2 separate regions of the Mus musculus genome follow, and region 2 is linked to region 1. The links are chromatin contacts, called in public Micro-C maps. All regions are on one chromosome and are shown on one strand. The core of a region is the stretch at or near the end of the contact, and the rest is flanking DNA. Distances in the headings are between cores, read along the strand shown. Region 1 overlaps Itga11 (integrin alpha 11). Region 2 holds the start of Cln6 (ceroid-lipofuscinosis, neuronal 6).

Region 1 (5,224 bases), core at 1,283-3,782:
TGAGAGTTGACAGTGTTGGAGACAAGACTTGTTGAGTCAAGTCTTTTGAGTGTGGTTTGTTTGTTCTCTTCACCAGTGACCACATAGGGTGACCACTGATTTTCTGTTAGAGGGAAGTGGGCTTCTGAGCTCAGGGCTTAGCTTCACTTGGTTTACCTTTGACCTTCAATTTAGCCCTTCTGAAGCTGGGGAGATGAAATTCCTGGTTTGAGTCTTGATTTTGCTGTGGAAAATGATTGCACTGCCCTCTTCTGGCCACCTTGTGCACCTACGTGCACATGCCTACATGCATGCTCACACACACACACACACACACACACACACACACACACACACACACACAGACAAGTTAAAAAAAAAAAAAACCCAAATACTTTCTAAATTATTTGTTAGGCTGTGAAAAAGTGAATTACCAGTAGGAGCATAGAATGGAGATGCTTTGTTTCGAGAATGGCCTAAGTCAGTGTGTGGGTCAGCACTGAAGGCCCAGCCTGGAGGGTCGGGGAACCTGAGTGGGGGCAGCCCCTGGCCAAAGATGGGGTGGGTGGCAATGGTGGGGTGAGCAGTGCCCACTACCTAGATGCAGAGATGTCACCGCAAGAGAGGCCAGGTAGACCTTGGGAGAGGACTGGCTGTATAATGGACAAGACTGTCCCCGCGACATTTAGATCCGAGCAGACACCCTCCTCCCTTTCTTCTTTAAAACAGAATGCAGCCTTGCTCTGTCACAGAGTGGAATGTCTGTTGTTGGTTGTTTTTAAATACCGTTTAGAACATTTTCTTAAATATATTTCTGACAGTAAAGGTCGTACCGCATAGGGGAACAGATGACATTGTTCAGATGAAACAGATGACAGGGGACACTGATGTGTCCATTTCCATCTCAACAAAAGGTTAAGGCATAAATTACTCTGCTGGGCATCCGGCATGCCCCTTGTCCTTGGGGCTTATCCCAGAGCTGGCCGGCGAGATGCCTATCTGCCTCTGAGGTTTAAGGTTCCCAGGGGCCTTGCATGGGCTTTGTTCAGTGCATGCCTAGAAGGCCCCCCACAGCGCCCCCTACAGGAGCCCTTCTCCCACACGCTGATGGTTGGGAGGTGCGTGCGTGTGTGTGTGTGTGTGTGTGTGTGTGTGTGTGTGTGTGTGTGTGTGTGTAGGTGCTGATGTAAGAAACAGAGGCTCCCTATCACAGTGCATCTACCAGGGACAAGCTGCAGTTGTCAGACAAGAGGGTACGGAGAGCCACGGATTTTTATCATCCTCCTCAGGCTCCCTAGCACGAGTTGCCTAGCAACCAAAGCGGCTGAGAGGAGCTGCGGGGGAGGCTGGAGAGCAGGATTGAGTGGGTGGTGGTTACTGCTGGAGAGCCCTGCTGCTTTCTGATGTTTGGAAGGTACCCAGCATCCTGATTCCCTCCAGTTCATTTGGCACAGTCCCTGGATGTGTTTCCATCACTGGCCTGCAGCTGGCATATCAAGCCACACAACTCTGGGTCACTCATAGAGATCTTTGGGGTCTATCTGTGGAGAAGGGATGGCTGTGGTTTGGGAACCAAGAGCAAGGGTAAGGGGTGCGGCGGAGGTTATGCTCCCGGGCCATGGAGTCCTGAAGCTATAGGTCCAGATAGGGCGTGCACAGTGGGCTCGTATTTGCTAGCTTCCCCTTGAGTTTCTTCAGAGGTGGGCAAGACAACAAAACCCTAGCACCTTAGTGTTTGGGGCAGCAGATTCCCTCCACAGAGCCTTGGGGGAAGGCCACCGGTGGGTCTTGGAGGGTCCCTTTTAGTCCTTAGGGATCTGTACTGGAGGTCTTGGCCTCTAGTAGAGAAGTCACTCCGAACACGGGCTGGAGGTCCATCCCACAGCGATCAGTTGCCATTGCTCCAGAGATGAACTCAATGTAAAGTCCATGGGTGTCCTCTTTGCTCCAGCTCTGAGGCCATAGCCCGGGCCTGCACACCCCCGGACTGGTGTCGGGCCCCCAACAACTTGAAGCTTCCTCTGGATCCTCACTTGAGCTCTTTGGGGATGGGGCCTAGGCCAGGTTCCCTCTTGCGCTTGGCACTTTTAAAAAAACCGAGCTGTGGGGAGGCAAAGTGGAATATGTGAGGGGTGGACAGGCTGGGCGACATTGGTGTCATCTGTTGTTCCTCTGTTAGCCCCTCAGATTTTCTCCCTAAGAGGGCTTCCCTAAATACCCCCAGCTCACCCTCAGTACCTTTACTCCCTTATTCAGTATGTGAACTGAAGTCCTGGGCCAGGGGACAAGAAGTCAAGCTGGATCACCCAGCCCTAGTTAATATCCCAATTTGGGCCTCCCTCACTTTATCTGTAGCAGGTGGAGATTGAGCCCCGAGTTCTTAAACAGAGGGTCAGAGCTGAAGGAGATTTTGTGCAGTTTTATTGCTTAGACCTTTTTTTTAAAAAAAAAAAAATCTGGTAGGAGGAACCCTACAGGCTTGGAACCATAGTTTGGCCTTTGCAGGCATGACTAGTCTTGCCTGCTGTGGAAGGCATTTGGTGTCATGGCAACAGGCAAGCACTTGAAGGAGTCTGCAGTGCCAGATCTCAGGGACAGGAGAATGGAACATAAGCACAGGCCTAGAACTTTGAGGTCAGACAGGGATACTGTTCCTGTCCCTACCTACGGGAGCCTCACCTTCCACAGTGCCAGGACCAGCAGGGCCAGCAGCAAGAGGCCCCCCAGAGTGCTGCCCACGATGATCCAGATGGGGACCTGCCAGTCTTCTTGCTTGGAGATCTCAAATGTGACCTGCAAGTAGAGGGGGCCAGGGCAATATTGTCACAACTGCCCAGGGCAGAGGGTGGCACATCTGCAGTGTAGAGCTGCACCTGTCCCTTTGGGAGATGTGAGGAGGGACAGGTCTCACAACAGCTAGTTCTGCCCAGCTGACCTCTAACTGCGTGAACGGGAGGAGGGTAATGGGCTCCATGAGCCGTGCTCTCTTCGGCATTAGCTGTCTGCTCCCCCTGATTCTCCATGACTGCCACTCTTTGACAGCCCTCCTGGCTGGTCCTTATTTCTACCAATGTCCTCGTGTTGGTCTGTGCAGGTGTGGTTTCTGAGCCCCAGGGTCACTTGGGGAACTTAGGGTTGTGCCCAGGAGCCCTGGGAAGCCGTTGCAATTGTAATTTTCCTTCCTTTCCTTTTTATGGGAGTGGGGGTTAGGGTCAACTGACCTTATACTTGCTATGTAGCCGATGATGACCATGAACTACCTTTTAAAATATAAATATATTTACTTATTTAATTTTTAAGATTAAAATTGCATTGCCCCCTCCTTCCTCTACTCCCTTCTCTGACCCCACCTTGCTCTCTTTTGATGTAACGAACTCCCTTTCTTTACATGTTATTGTTGAACTGGTATTTTTGGTTGGTTGGTTGTTTTTTTTTTTTTTTGGTTTTTCAAGACAAGGTTTCTCTATGTAGCCCTGGCTGTCCTGGAACTCACTCTGTAGACCAGGCTGGCCTCGAACTCAGAAATCCGCCTGCCTCTGTCTCCCGAGTGCTGGGATGAAAGGCGTGCGCCACCACGCCCGGCTGTTGAACTGTTTTTTAAACATTAGTTTGTTTGTTTTTTAAAGATATATTTATGAATGTTTACACTGTCTTCAGACACACCAGAAGAGAGCATCAAGTCCCACTGCAGAAGGTTGTGAGCCACCATGTGGTTGCTGGGAATTGAGCTCAGAACCTTTGGAAGAGCAGTCAGTGCTCTTAACCGCTGAGCCATCTCTCCAGCTCCCTAAACATTAGTTTTTATTGCAGGGTGTAAGTGCTCACACGTGTGTGTGCATGTAGTGGGCAGAGGTTGACATCACATGTCTTCCTCAGTCACTCTCCACCAGAACAGTGTTTGAGACCGGGCCTCTCACTGATCCTGGAGCTGGCTGATGTGGTTAGACTGCCTGGCTAGCAAGCCCCAGGCTAGCAAGTGCCAGGAGTCTCCCATCTCTGAAGCCCAGCTGTGGGTTTACCTGTGTGCACCACCATGAGCAGCTGCTCTCTATAGGAACTGAACCCAGCCTTCATGCTTGTGAGGCAAACACCTGAGGCATTTTCCTAGCCCTACCTAGCCCTAGCCCTCGAATTCCCGACCCTTCTGTCTCCACTTCACAAGAGGGTGACATCTACACTCTTGATTTCTATGGTTCTGGGGTTGAACTCAAGGGTTTGTGTATGCCAGACAAGCGTTCCCCCACCAGAGCTGTACACCAAGCCCTCGACTTGCTTTTAAACTTAGGTGAAGAAAAAAAATGGGCACAGTGGTACATGACTTTAACCCCAGCACTTGGGAGTAGAGGCAGGTACATCTGTGGGCTCTAGGCCAGTGTGGTGTTTACATAGTGAATTCCAGGATAGCCAGGACTACAAAGAAACTGACTCAAAAACAAAACAAAAACAAAACAAAATATAGTGAATTCCAAGACAGCTAGGACTACAAAAAAACCTGATTCAGAAAGAAAGGGAGAGAGAGAGAGATGAGAGAGAGAGAGAGAGAGAGAGAGAGATGAGAGAGAGATGAGAGAGAGATGAGAGAGAGATGAGAGAGAGAAAGAGGAGAGGGTAGAGGATAGAGGGGTGAGGAGAGAGGAGAGAGAGAAAGAAAAGGAGACAGGAGGCTGGAGAGATGGTGTGCGTACTGCCTAGGACCCGCTTTGGGCAGGTCATAGGCACTTGTATCTCCAGCTCCAGGGCATCTGATACCCTCTTCTAACTTCTGCAAGCACCTTCCCACATGTGTGTACACACACACACATTTTTAAACAATAAAATAAATGTTTTTTAAAAAGAAAATAAATAGCTGGGCGTGGTGGCACACGCCTTTAATCCCAACACTTGAGAGGCAGAGGCAGGCAGATTTCTGAGTTCGAGGCCAGCCTGGTCTACAAAGTGAGGTCCAGGACAGCCAGGGCTACAGAGAAACCCTGTCTTGAAAAACCAAAAAAAACAAAAAACAAAAAACAACAACAAAACAAAACAAAACAAACAAACAACAAAAAAACAAAAAACAAACAAACAAACAAAAAACCATAGTTCAGCCTGGGTTATTTCTGTTCCTCTTCAGACTTTTTTCTTTCCAAATGAAGGATGACCTCGGTGCTGTGGGACCCACTCGTGACCCCGTGAACGTGCCCCACCAGGTGGCCTTCACTATGCTCTCGACCTCGCTCTCACTTCTGTCTTCCTCTGCACTCCAGGT
Region 2 (5,224 bases), core at 1,650-4,149, 57 kb before region 1:
CCTGGGCAACTTTGCTAAGGCCACCTTTGATGCCATCTCCAAGACTTACAGCTACCTGACCCCCACCTCTGGAAAGAGACTGTCTTCACCAAGTCTCCTTATCAGGAATTCACTGATCACACCAGAGTCTCTGTTCAGAGGACCCAGGCTCCAGCTGTGGCTACTACATAAGGATTTTGTACAAGAAAAATAAAAGAATTAAGTCTGCTAAAAAAAAATTAGAAAAGAGAAAGAATAAAGGGGTTTTGAAAGCACACACATGGGGAAGTGGGGGAAATGAGGCCACTTGGTGCACTGGCTCACACTAGAGGCTCCTTAACAATTTCTCCCTCTATCCCAGGAAGCACTTCAGTAAATGAGAACCCCTGACATTAGTGCGGCCTAGCTTAGGGGGGCAGGTAGGGGAAAGAGGTAGCAACAGGATGAGGGGAAGAGCCGAGCTCGGGACTCCAGACTCACACACGTGGATGCTCAGAATCCTGCTCTGCACTGCAGGGCTTTCTCTCTCGTGCTGGCTTTTCCTCAGCCTAATGAAAGCTTTCCTTTACCAGCAATACACAGACAAAAGACAGGCAAACTTCTGAACCAACCGTTTCCTTCTGCGGGGCTTTGACAGTGATGGCAGATCACACAGGGGAAAGGTACCTCCCCTCAACACCGCAAGATGAGGAACCTCAAGCTTGTCCCAAGTTCTGACTCCAAACTTCCCAGGCTGAGCCCCCTCCCCCCAGGCCACGTTGGTTCTAGGCCCCCATCAGGAGCGACAGACTGAATGGAGGAGGATATCGGCTTGGCGAAAGCCAATGCCAGTCCAGGTAACCTGAGGCAAGCCCAGCCTTTGCTCCTGCTCCCCTCCTCAGCTTCCCAAGTCTACCACGGGGCGGGGGGCACTGACACCTCGACAGCTGGGAAGCCAGGACCAGGCAGCAGCATCTGCAAGCCTGGGGGGCAGAAAGGCAAAGGGCTTGTCTAGAGAGTTGTGTACGGGGAGTAGAGAGAAGGGCTCCGGACATTTCAACAAAAATGAAGACGTGCAGACAAACAATGAGGAAAAAAAGAAAAGGTCCCAGAGACGGCTGTGGTGGCACTCACCTTATAGCACTCAGGAGGCAGAGGCAGGTGGATCTCCAAGTTTGAGGCCAGCCTGGTTCTACAGATGGAGTTCCAGGACAGCCAGGACTATGTAATAGAGTCCCTGTCTAAACACAAAAAGCAAAGACAGCTTAAATAATGTAAACACTGTAGCGTCGATGGACAGATAACAGGTAGAACAACCGTGACAGCCACAAATATGGAAGATGGTTTTGATCCCCTTAGTGCCGGGGGCAGCTTGTGGAATGTCTGCTGAACTTGTAGAAGGTTTTTGGGCGTTTTACAGCCTGAGCCTCAGTCTGGTCAGGCACCTCCTTACTGCACACTGGACCACTTCCTTATCAGTCAGAGATGATGACCTAATACTTAGAGTATAGGGACCCTCAAGTGACAAGAAGCTGCTCAATAATGTGCCTAAGGGCAAATCTGCCCTGATGACGTGTATATACAAACTAAGATGGCTACCCTGTGACTACGCCACGGAGAGCTCATAGGATGACCACCAGGTAGAAATGTTACCAGAGGCAGCACAGCACATGCTCAGAGAATTGCTCCCCAGTCGGAACTATGAAAAGGCTGCCCTCAACCCAGTCTCCCAGAACTTCCCCCACCATTCCAAACAGTGCCAGGGACTTCCTAAAATTCACCTGGTGCACATGAGTGCTCAAATCTCTCCACGGCTCTTTGGTACCTGTGGCATATGGAATATACATTTTTACCAGGTCACTCAGGTGAGGAAGGTAAGGGGTCTTTCCTGCTCAAAGTGAACAGCCTCCCCACCCAGAGTAGGTGCCTCCTCCAACTTCAGACTCTAGGGCCTTCTCGGCCAACTCTGGGACATTCAGGGCACTTTAAAGTTGGTCCAGCCCCTGTCGTTGATTTTCTCTTACACGTGTGACATGTCCAACACTAGTATGTATAGTCCTTGTGTTTCCTCACATCCTTCCACTGTCTACCATGTCCAGTTTCTGTGGCCTGGGAAGAACCACGACTTCCTGCATGCTATGCAGTCACTACCAACTGGATTACATCCCCCTAGAAACCTGCCTCTGCCTCCTGAGTGATGGGGTTAAAAGCATTGCCACCATGCCCGGCAGTAAGTGTCTGTCCTCTGCAGAGTCTTGTACTGTTCAACTCCAGAAAGCCCTCCAGAATTAGCTGTCACCTGCTTTGGCTCAGACTTTCCTGTTTGCCATCTGGCACAACGCTAGGCACATGACAGGTGTTTAATCAATACATGTGACAGGCGGGAATGCTTTGGTCAGTGGAGCGGATGGAGGCAGACTGGAGGAAAAGATGAAAGGGCGGGTTTTGCGCCTCTGGCTCTGCCCTGTCGAGCCAGATAAACCCCAAACATCTCCCCTCTGAGGGAAGGGGTCTCTCATTCAGGATGGGAGAGTCACGCTGTCCCCGGTTAACGGCCCACTTTCCCTGGGCCCTGAGCCACCGGATTCAGAGCAGAGTCACAGTCTTGCCCAGAGCAGGAGGTTCCTAAAAACTTGGAAGTGGCACAGGGACTCAGCCAGGCTGGCCGGGGTGGCCCCCGAGTAGCCTATCCCTGCGGTTTCCTTAACCCTGGCGAGGTCTCTCAAACTCTGGGGCCCCTCGCGGCCTCCCTGTCCCCGCTCCGCGCGCACCTGGCCTGCACGAACGCGACACCGGGGCCGCCCGCCGCTCCGAGGAGCTGCCGCCTCCGCGTCGCCGCCTCCATGGCCGCCACGCTCGGCCTCGCCTTCCGGGAGGAGAGACGGCTGCGCGGGCCGCGCGGAGCCTCGGCGCCCAACGCGGGGAAGGCTGGGCGGGAGAGAGGGAAGCGAGCGCGGGGCCCCAGGGCGGGCGGGAGGGGAGGGGAGGAGCTGGAGGCTGGAGGGGAGGAGGGAGGAGAGAAGCTGGAGGAAAGAGCAGGGGGAGAACTGGTGAAGGGAGGAGGATAGGGAGGGGCTTGGGGCAAGACCGGAGAGGAGGATGGAGTGTGGGGAGGAGGGAGGAGGAATGAGAGAGCGGAGGTGGAGGGAGACAGCTGGAGGGCGTGTTTTGTTTGAGAAGGAGGGGCCTAACTTATGTCCCAGAGGTCTTGGGTCTTAGTTGAATCTGCACTCCAGTGGGGAAGCCTGGCGTCTTGTTTGTTTGTTTGTTTGCTTGCTTTTGTTTTTTTCCTGGGTTCTCTGCATTTCTGCAGGAAGGAAGCCTTGCCTAGCCGGGCTTGAGGGTACTGGACGAAGGTGAACCGGGGACCTGGAATGACCAAGCTGTGAGGTCATCAGAAGACCCGGGGTCTTTGAGCCCTCCTTCCTCAGATTAAAGACTGCTCGATAAACTATCCACTGTGCTTTGATAGGTGAAGAGAATAGTGAATTCTCTCCTAGTTGGAGGACAACGAGGTGGTCCAGAATCCAGTCCTGGCGTTGGGGAAAGACACACACCCCTTCCTCATTCAATTGTGTTAAGAACCTCGTAAGTTCTGTGCAGGAACCTATGAGCCCTGTTCAGAAGCGCTTCTGTTCGTAGCTTCTGGTAATGGTGGAGGAAGTTCTGAGGGTTGTGTAGCCATAGAGGCAGTAAGGCCAAACAGGCATCACAGGAAGGATAGCTGACAGAGAAGTATGAACTGGAGACAGGAAAGAGCTCCAGGCAGAGGGAACGGCCAGAATTCCCCACACACCCACCCCTCCTCCTCCCACACCCTGTCCAGAGACTAGCTGGTATGGAGGAGTGGAAAGTTGTGTGAGAACCACGCTGCTCAGGGGAGTGAGAGACTGGCTGAGATGGGGGAGAGAGGGGTTTAGATTGGAGCCCCCAATCCCTGAGAACCTCAGGAAGGGCCCTGGCAAGAGACTGGCATATGTGTGCATTTCAGGCACAGCCCAGAGGCAGAACCAGAGATGGAGGAGGTGCAGCCTGTCGGGTACCAAGTTCTAATGAGGGTCCTGGACTGTATCAGTAAAGGGGGGTTGGGGGTGAGACATGCCCAGTGGTGTGGGAGCTATCTTCTTCGGATGCATGGCTGTAAGGGGAGAGGAGTTTAGATGTGACCAGGCGCTGCATCTAAGTGGGTGGAGCAAGCACAGGTAAATGAGACGTCATCTTTGGACCCACGAAGCTTTGGTTGGGTCAGGATGCTGTTGGACCCATGGGTGTGAAGCTCAGACGCCATGTCGGTCGGTAGGAGCCTGGCAGATAGATTGAGCCGCAGGAACATAGATGGCATCCAGAACCCAAGGAGACAATGTCCCAATGAGAAAAGAGAACAGAAGCCAAACATGAGAAGTATCTGCAAGGCACACTGTCTGGGGACCAGTGTCACAGAGGTCAGATAAATTGCTCGGCCTCTCCCAGACTCAGTTTACTCATCTGTAACAAAGGGTGAGCTATTTCATCTATAGCTTTGAGAAATGCATGAGCCTCTTGCAGACTATCTGGCTCTGTTGGGCTGGTTTTGTTGGAGAGCATGTATGCGTTCATGCACTTGTACATGTGTATGCGTGGTGTGGTGTGTGTGTGCACTCGTGTGTGGTGATTGTGTGATCTTGGAGATTGTGCACATGTACAGGCAGGTGCATGTGGAAGCCAGAGGTCTTCACTGGGTGTCTGTCTTGGTTGTTTCTCTTGTCTTTGGAGACAGGGATCTCACTGGGCCTGGAGCTTATCAATTTGGCTAGACTGGCTGGTCAGTGTGCATCAGAGATCCACCTGTCTCTGTGGATTACAAATGTGCTGCATACACCTGGGGATCCAAACTGGGGTCTTCATGCTTGTACAGTACCACTCTACCAACTGAGCTTTGTTATCTATATCAGCCAACTCCCAGACTGGTTATGTATATCAGCCTGTTCTGAGGTCCCCTTTTATGGTACAGGGGCATTGAACTCTGAATTTTTTTTTTTTTTAATGAAAGTTATTCTTCCTTACTTTGGTCAGACCTGCATGGACTGCTTGACCATGAGAGGCTGGGGCTCTCTGCCTCAAAATCATTCTCTTCAGCCCAGAGGCCACAACTAGATTGTTGCTGTGGTAACTACCAAATGCTACATTTGTTTCCATGCATTTTTTAAAAATTTTTCTTTATCTTATTTCCTTCCTTTTTTTTTTTTTAAATAGCATCCATGTAAACCAGTATAGCCTCAAACTTACT

The links. A called contact is a pair of places that touch in the nucleus more often than the background predicts.
Region 2: a contact with region 1 is called in a Micro-C map of the G1E-ER4 cell line, with 2.8 times the contacts expected there. The contact joins the promoter of Cln6 here to the enhancer-like site in region 1. A contact is called at or near these places in 3 of 39 promoter capture datasets (embryonic stem cells, macrophages and stem cell-derived epiblast-like cells), 2 of 15 datasets of contacts at CTCF or cohesin (the G1E-ER4 cell line and embryonic stem cells), 40 of 484 Hi-C or Micro-C datasets (the Ba/F3 cell line, the G1E-ER4 cell line, differentiating embryonic stem cells and 5 more), 4 of 115 datasets of contacts at active chromatin or transcription factors (embryonic stem cells, extraembryonic endoderm stem cells and trophoblast stem cells) and 4 of 9 other capture datasets (adipose tissue, embryonic stem cells, liver and 1 more).

Annotation. Positions count from the first base shown.
Region 1 is chr9:62,779,484-62,784,707 of GRCm38.p6, reverse strand. Itga11 (integrin alpha 11) reads right to left here. Exons shown (of 30, transcript NM_176922.5): 29 at 2,659-2,772; 30 at 729-2,080. The coding sequence ends at 2,009. Among named protein-coding and RNA genes, the nearest start is that of Fem1b, 30 kb to the left of the region's middle. Within about 2 kb of position 2,532, at least 87 of the 459 cell types and tissues checked have an H3K27ac peak or open chromatin away from gene starts, as enhancers often do. A contact at or near this core is called in the G1E-ER4 cell line, differentiating embryonic stem cells and pancreatic islet, where this site is marked.
Region 2 is chr9:62,836,460-62,841,683 of GRCm38.p6, reverse strand. Cln6 (ceroid-lipofuscinosis, neuronal 6) reads right to left here and starts at 2,899. Exons shown (of 7, transcript NM_001033175.3): 1 at 2,730-2,899. The coding sequence starts at 2,803. It also overlaps the pseudogene Gm10653.